2 separate regions of the Salmo salar genome follow, and region 2 is linked to region 1. The links are chromatin contacts, called in public Hi-C maps. All regions are on one chromosome and are shown on one strand. Each heading gives the region's core, a stretch centred on a gene start, on an enhancer-like site or on the middle of the called end of the contact. The rest is flanking DNA. Distances are from core to core; before and after follow the strand shown. Region 1 holds the start of LOC106583167 (class E basic helix-loop-helix protein 40). Region 2 overlaps LOC106583165 (inositol 1,4,5-trisphosphate receptor type 1).

What was found. Hi-C and Micro-C count contacts between places; a contact is called where the count stands out from the background.
Region 2: a Hi-C map of gill shows a contact between it and region 1, with 5 times the contacts expected there. The contact joins the enhancer-like site here to the promoter of LOC106583167 in region 1. A contact is called at or near these places in 2 of 3 Hi-C or Micro-C datasets (gill and muscle).

What each region holds. Positions count from the first base shown.
Region 1 is chrssa22:32,252,032-32,256,124 of Ssal_v3.1, forward strand. LOC106583167 (class E basic helix-loop-helix protein 40) reads right to left here and starts at 2,532. Exons shown (of 5, transcript XM_014167033.2): 1 at 2,052-2,532; 2 at 1,846-1,909; 3 at 1,447-1,554; 4 at 970-1,093; 5 at 1-580. The coding sequence starts at 2,125.
Region 2 is chrssa22:32,370,097-32,374,381 of Ssal_v3.1, forward strand. All of the region lies in intron 38 of LOC106583165 (inositol 1,4,5-trisphosphate receptor type 1), which reads right to left. Among protein-coding and RNA genes, the nearest start is that of LOC123729709, 33 kb to the left of the region's middle. Within about 2 kb of position 1,500, at least 3 of the 13 cell types and tissues checked have an H3K27ac peak or open chromatin away from gene starts, as enhancers often do. A contact at or near this core is called in gill, where this site is marked.

The sequences.
Region 1 (4,093 bases), core at 1,282-3,781:
TGGTGGGGGGAATAGACGCTCATGTAGCTGCCGTGACCGCTGGAGGAGGATGATGAGGATGACTCTCCACCTGAGAGAAACTCGTCTTCAGATGACTCCACCCGGGCATGTTTGTGGTGAGGCTCATCTTCCTGCTTTTCGCCCAGCGCTCTCTTCAGCTGGCTCTCTTGGCCGTAGTACCCTGCACGCGACGCCAGATGCTCACCCTGCTCGCCACCGTAGCCGCTGTCTGTGTCTGTATCACTGCCGCTCTGCTCACCGCCCACCTGGGCATACGCCCGCTGTATGACGGGCACACGGTTCTTCCTGTGGCCCTCGCTGGGCTTGGGGGGCTGGCCTACAGGCTTCTCCCTCTGGGCCTGGTGGTGGTGGTGGCTGGGGGTCTTTTCGGGCCAGGGGCTGTGGGGAGGGCCCTGGAGGATCTCAGTGGCCACCTTGTGCAGGTGGTTGATCATGTGGGAGGGTGTGAGGTCTCCGTCACCCTCCTGGTTGGCCAGGTACTGTAAAACCTCCTGGGCACAGACGTGGAAGCCTGAGCGGAACATCTCCTCACTGTTCTCCTGGCTGGGAGAGGACTGCTCTGTAGACAGGAAGGAACAACAATGTCAAATACAGAACTACCACAATGCATTATTATGGAAACTACCACTCTACTCTCATCACATTTGGGGAAATTCTCATAAGTAATAAATCTTATTATGGGTAAAATTTCCCCTTATATTCAACCACATTCATTCTAAACGTATGAGTTATTCTGTCTCAGTTTCTTATTCCGGTAACATGTTATTATAATGCAATAGATGAGAAATGCACTGTGCTGCATTTGAGAATTAGTGAGGATGTTGTCTGCATCCAAATGGAAACTAGTCAAGGCAAGAGACGACAATCTATATTTAAATTCACTGATTTGTATGCCCTTCTGCAGAATCATCTTATTGTGGGTGTGTGTGTGTGTATGTTTCTTCTCACCGATTTGCATGCCATTCTGCAGAGCGAGGATTTTCTGCTGCTGGTTTTCCAGTAGAGTGGTGAGGGCTTTCACATGCTTGAGCGTGAGCTCCAAAACCACAGCCTTCTCCAGATGGCCAAGAGTCTACAGAATAACACACACTACTGTCATAGGGGCTCCACTCTTATGTAACACACACACTCAGCAGCACACACACAAACCTGGAGGCACAACAACAACAATAACTACATTTGATAATATATCAGATATCACTACCTGAATCATAAAAATACTGATCTAAGGAAATTTGCATCATTTCAGAATTAGTTTTAAGTATTTACTTTCATTGATTTAAATGATTTTATACATCAACTGTTAGTCACGCCGATACCAAAACCTGAAGTACCATAAAGCAACCACTTAACGGCGCCTTAGCTAACATCTACAAGCAGTGAATTAGTTATTACTATGCTACTTCCAGATAAATAGGAACTTACTGTAAGTTTCAGGTGCTCAGGCAATAAATCTTTCAACTGAGCGATGCACTCGTTTATCCTGTCTCGCCTTTTCTTCTCAATAAGTCGATGAGGTAGTTTGTAGTTTTCCTAAAGGCAGGAGTGTGAAAGTAGGTTAGGTGGAGTCATATTGAGGTTACCGAACACCTACAGCAATTTGACAAGCAGCCCTGTCAACACTAACATGGACTTCAAGCATTACATCAGATGGGAAAACGGGTCACCGCATGATCAGGCCAACTGAATGACTTAAAACAATGTTTAGTTTAAATAATATTGTATAATCATAATATTCTTATTGTAATAATATTACATTCAAAAGTATTATTTCATATGAAAATACAGTGAATAAAGTGAATAAACACAAATATTTCTACCAACCTTGCACTCCTCTGCTCGTTTCATTCCCCGACGGGATTTGTATACATATATAGGGAAATCCATCCTAAAGAAAGGCAGAAGACAGTCAATGAGATGTGAGTTTGGTGAAGTTGCGCACTCAAAGTCAAGAGAGACAAATGTGTGACACTATGTAGAGGCACAGGACAAGCATGGCCATTGCACAAGTATCTTTCTCAGCAACTTACCCTTGCATGTCAGACAGCTCAGCCTGCTGGTACTTGGGAGGGGGTTGCGCCCTTTGAATCCTTTCCATTTGCATTATCTTTAGGCCTACTCCAAACTAATCACGAAAGGGCAAGCTTGTTTTTACAATGTATTCACTCAAGGATGCATATGAAATTTAATACAAGTAAATCGTCCTTAAATTCTTTCACAAAAATCGTTCAGTATTCCTACTAACTCGAGATTAACAATATCTAGAGAAAATGTATTTTCCTTTATATTTCAATTGTTGTTATTATTATATTTGTCGCAGAATGGGAGTAAATTGTCCCGGAGGTCTCCACGAAGTCAGTCAAGAGGTAGCCATGAAGATGCACTAATCTTGGTTGCGCGTTGGGAAAGTGGGGGAGGACACTAGAGCTCCGTGTTAAATAAACCCCTCTTACTCTCGCTAGAAGAGTGACCTACCTCTGTCACATGAGTCACGTTTTGGACGCCGCTGTCTCCTCGGTGGAGGGACTGCCCATTTTCTACTGATAAGGAGGATCGGGGGGCGGACGTCGGTTCTACGTCACACCGGAGGACTGAGTCCCGGGTCTCGTGTACCACCATGCTCAACTGTATGGTAACCACTATACGCGCCACCGCTAAGGAGCATGTAGACAGGTCACAGTTTACAACACAGAGCTACGCTTCTCACCAAAACTGCTCCGCAGGTACCACTACTAACAAGACATCAGTAATATTGATATGGGGATAATTTAGCAAATATTGGACAACCTTTATAATATCGATGAATTGATAGAATGGGGAGTTAAATGTGATATTATCTTATCCCAATCCTTATATTGTTCATGGGACTCATTCACCTTTTGCCTCATACACAACATAATTTAATCGTAAGTGTAGGCCTATGCCAATAAGCAAAATCATGTCATTTGTAAATACAATAAATGATTATATTATTTAACTCTAACCACTGTGATAAGTTAATAGCCCTATGTTGTAGGACTTTATAATACGGGTATTGACATGTAGGCCTACCTGGTGGATGCTGACTAAACTAAACTCAACACGATTTAGGATGGATTTGAGCAACGACTAGCGTGGGCTGACTGGATCTCCAACTTCACACAAAATAAAGGTTTTTTTAAAATCAAAAACGACAGATTTTAGCACCCAAAGATTACCCAGCAATTACACAGAACAATGTCATGTGTAATTGCAGGCTATTCTTTGGGTGCTGAAATCAGTAATTCAAAAATTCAGAGCTCTAATCCGTCCACACTTGTTACCACTCAACTCCATCGTAAATTGTGGAGTTGAGTTTAGTCAGCTAACCTGGTGGATGTCTTAACCTAACCTTGTGCTATCCTTGACAAATAAACTATATTAATTGTAGATATGAAGATGGCGCTGCAGTAGATAGCTTCCGTCTTACGGCCTCCTGACCAATTTAGCTATTTTGTGAGTTTTTCTATGCTGATCTTAACTTTTATGTTCATGATATTTCCACTGTCATTTCCGAACAGCTCCTGGACATCAGAACAGCGATCACTAACCTTGATTTGAATGAAGATTTCTACTTCAACAAGTTGGCAGCTGTGGATGTACTGCTCATTTCGGACCAGGCCCTATTCCCCAGGACTTGAAAGAGGAAGAGACTGTGCAAGAGAGGCAAATGAGCGAGCTCCCTGACGAGTCTACAACTGCCAGTAAATGAGCTCTCTCTACCAGAGTATGTGAGCGGAGTGGAGATAGAGCAGAGTTTGCCCAATTTGACTGGAGCAAGATTCCCAAAGGCTGGCTTGTCGGCCTTCTTGCCCTCTCCAAGTAGCGCTCACATCAAGAGCTCGAGGCATGCTGGGCCCCCCATGCATTTGTAAACTACTTGTGTGCTGCGTCACATTACCTTCCTCCTCTCCTGAAAAGACCATGTTCTGGAGACAGAATAGGTAGTACGTTGTGACATTTTATTTTCCTACCTTTAGAAAGACAAAGAACCGGAAGGTCTGGAGCTCCAGATACCACCTGGTCAAGTGACAATTCCGGTCATCATGGTCTG
Region 2 (4,285 bases), core at 250-2,749, 120 kb after region 1:
GGTAGAGAGAGAGAGACGCAGGCTGGGTTCCAGGGAAAGGGGCAGGCTGGTTTCCAGGGAGAGGTAGGCAGAGAGAGAGAGAGGTATAGAGAGAGATGTAGGCTGGGTTCCAGGGAAAGGGGCAGGCTGGTTTCCAGGGAGAGGTAGGCAGAGCGAGAGAGAGAGGTATAGAGAGAGATGTAGGCTGGGTTCCAGGGAAAGGGGCAGGCTGGTTTCCAGGGAGAGGTAGGCAGAGAGAGAGAGAGAGGTATAGAGAGAGACGCAGGCTGGGTTCCAGGGAAAGGGGCAGGCTGGTTTCCAGGGAGAGGTAGGCAGAGAGAGAGAGAGGTATAGAGAGAGATGTAGGCTGGGTTCCAGGGAAAGGGGCAGGCTGGTTTCCAGGGAGAGGTAGGCAGAGAGAGAGAGAGGTATAGAGAGAGATGTAGGCTGGGTTCCAGGGAAAGGGGCAGGCTGGTTTCCAGGGAGAGGTAGGCAGAGAGAGAGAGAGGTATAGAGAGAGATGTAGGCTGGGTTCCAGGGAGAGGGAGGCAGGGAGAGAGGTATAGAGGGAGATGCAGGCTGGGTTCCAAGGAGAGAGAGGTATAAAGACAGGTGCAGGCTGGGTTCCAGGGAAAGGGAGAGAGGCAGGGAGAGGTATGGAGAGAGATGCAGGCTGGGTTCCAGGGAGAGAGAGTCAGGGCAAGGTATAGAGAGAGGAAGGCTGGGTTCCAGGGAAAGGGAGAGAGGCAGGGAGAGGTATGGAGAGAGATGCAGGCTGGGTTCCAGGGAGAGAGAGTCAGGGCGAGGTATAGAGAGAGGAAGGCTGGGTTCCAGGGAAAGGGAGAGAGGCATAGAGAGAGGCAGGCTGGGTTCCAGGGAGAGAGAGTCAGGGCGAGGTATAGAGAGAGGAAGGCTGGGTTCCAGGGAAAGGGAGAGAGGCATAGAGAGAGGCAGGCTGGGTTCCAGGGAGAGGGAGAGAGGCAGGGAGAGGTATGGAAAGAGATGCAGGCTGGGTTCCAGGGAGAGGGAGGCAAGGAGAGGTATAGAGAGAGATGCAGGCTAGGTTCCAGGGAGAGGGAGAGAGAGGCAGAGAGAGGTATAGAGAGATGCAGGCTGGGTTCCAGTGAGAGGGAGGCAGGGAGAAGTATAGAGAGAGGCAGGCTGAGTTCCAGGGAAAGGGAGAGAAGCAGGGAGAGGTACAGAGAGAGGCAGGCTGAGTTCCAGGGAAAGGGAGAGGCAGGGAGAGGTATAGAGAGAGGCAGGCTGAGTTCCAGGGAAAGGGAGAGGCAGGGAGAGGTATAGAGAGAGGCAGGCTGAGTTCCAGGCAAAGGGAGAGGCAGGGAGAGGTATAGAGAGAGGCAGGCTGAGTTCCAGGAAAAATAAAAAAAGCCGGCCCGGTCGTTATGTAACCATCGCCCCAGCGCTGGCAGTGGCCCAGGAATCATGCAACTTGCAGGCAGGGAAAACTAGGACACAGCCGCACACACACACACCTTCCTAGTCCTAGATATACCGTCACAGTGCCCCCTACTGACACCCTGGGGAAAGCCCAGACCTCACGTAGAATGAGGAAGACACTGAAAAGGTAGAGAATGGAGAGAAAGGAAAACTTAAAATCAGGAAATTGCGAAAAGAAGGTAAATAAATGGCACACATATGAGAAGCCAACATTACTGGTCCAAAATTCATGTTATAGGTCAAACAGACAGTATCAGAAGTTATATTACACTCTCCTCTTATGACAGCAGGTAGCCTAGCGCTTAGAGCGTTGGGCCAGTACCCGAAAGGTTGCTGGTTCAAATACCTGAGTAGTCAAGGTGAAACATCTGTTGATTTGTGTCCTTGAACAAGGCACTTAACTCTAATTTGCTCCAGGAGCGCCGTACTACTATGGCTGATCCTGTAAAACAACATTTCACTGCACAGTTCTTCCTGAATAGGAAATACTCCTGGTCCTGCTGCAGTATCATTGACTAAAGCTCCTCCTGAAAGCTCCCTTCATCCTTCTGGTGAAATAGGGAGGGATGTTCCTGAAGGAACCATGTACACACATTCCACAGCCCTTTTGAAGGCTCTATAAAAAATACATTAAAACAACTCAACTTACTGTTGCGAGTTAGAATAGTAGAACACACAAGGTGCAACTTCAAAATTGGGTGGCGCACCAGCAGTTTTTCTCTTATGTCAGTCACTGATAGTCACTCAATCAGCCCATGTCAGCAAAATATTGGTTTTGTTAGTCAGTCTCACTCAGATAGCACATTAAAAACTGCAAACATTTCTCTCCACCCTATGGCAAAATGTGTAGAATTGCAGGAAATGTGTATAAATGCATAAAATGTGTTATAATATTGCAAAATCTTCTCTCTGCCCCATGGCAAAATGTGTAGAATTGCCGCAAACTTGCTTTAAAATGCAATGTGTTCTCTAAAATGTGTATAATTGCACATATTGCAAGTGGGTACGACTCGTGAGCAACTGAGGACCCTCATGATAAGTTCCTCCACCGCCATCAAAGGTGCCTTAGAGAGACTGGGTATGTCCAAACACACTGACAGCCTGCCCTACCAGCATGGGACTCTGGAACAGCACAACACTATTGGCTAATGCACACACACACTTAGATTTACTTACTGAATGGGAGGGTGAGAGAGAGCAGGTGAGAGAGAAAGCAAACCAGAACTACCACTACAAGCCCAGGCGTACTACCTACAGACACGTATCACCACCACATCCAGACACAACCACAGAGCTACATTTAAGAGGAAAAGGCACATTGACAGAACAAGTGAAAGAGGGATCGAGAAGTAGAAGAAAAAGAGGAACAACCTCCGGCATATCCATTTCATCATTAAAGGACCTGAGCTGAAAGAGAAGAGAGGAGGGTTAGATTGGTTAGCATAGGGAGGATACAGGCTGCTGCTGTACCATTGTGAACAACGAAACACCACAACATAAGGGAACATATATCGACTTTATTCAGACAACAGATAAATACAGTCTTCAAAGCACTCATGTCATGTGTACCTTAGCAAACATGTAATACTTTAGAAAAGACACCCTTTCCTCTGGTCTAAAAAAAATATCCCAATGCCCAGGGCAGTGATTGGGGACATTGCCCTGTGTAGGGTGCTGCCTTTCGGATGGGACGTTAAACAGGTGTCCTGACTCTCTGTGGTCACTAAAGATCCCATGGCACTTATTGTAAGAGTAGAGGTCCTCATACCATCATGGTCATCTAATCATCACCAGCTTCCCTGTAACTATTCCCCAGGTCGTTGCTGTGAATGAGAATGTGTTCTGTCAACTTACCAGGTAAAATAAGGGTTAAATTAATAAAAAAAGAATACTATTTGACGAGTCAAATAAGCTTGTAGACCTGGATAGGATTGTAATTCACTTAACACTTTCATTACTTTTTTTTTACACAGTTATTAAACATTGATTACACTAATCAATCCTATTTCATATGTCACAGCGATTCACCGATACATATGCTATGATGCTGGTGCTAACCTGACATATGGAATTGTTTCAAGATGGTCGGTGCGCAGGGAGACCGGAGGGGGTTCCCGCTCGTGCACCATCTGTGGCCGCAGAGGTCACAGTGCTTGTCAGTGCCCGGGTTGGTTCCTCTGGGAATCGAGGCAGCAGGCAGGGCGCTCTGGCCTCACCCCAGGTGAGCTGGCACCATTCTCACCCAGAGCCCTCTGTTGCACAAATATTTGTGTCTGTCACTTTTCCTGAATTTTCCCCGCATAAGGCGCTAATAGATTCAGGCGCGGCTGGGAATTTCATTGATAAAGCGTTTGCTCATAGTTTAGGGACCCCCATTGTACCCGTGGATGTGCCTTTCCCCGTCCACGCCTTAGATAGTCGACCATTAGGGTCAGGGTATATCAGGGAGGCCACCGCTCCTTTGAGTATGGTGACGCAGGGGGGGGGTCACACGGAAAAGATGAGTCTTTTCCTTATTGACACTCCTGCGTATCCCGTGGTGCTGGGCCTACCCTGGTTAACTTGTCATAACCCCACCTTTTCTTGGCCACAGAGGGCTCTCACGGGGTGGTCGCGAGAGTGGTCAGGTAGGTGTGTAGGGGTTTCCGTTGGTGCTACTACAGTGGAAAGTCCAGACCAGGTCTCCACCGTGCGCATTCCCCCTGAATATGCCGATTTGGCTCATGCCTTCTATAAAAAGAAGGCAACTCAATTGCCACCCCATCGATGGGGGGATTGTGCGATAAATCTCATGGTAAACGCTGCACCTCCCAGGAGTGCAGCGTGTATCCCCTGTCGCAAGCGGAGA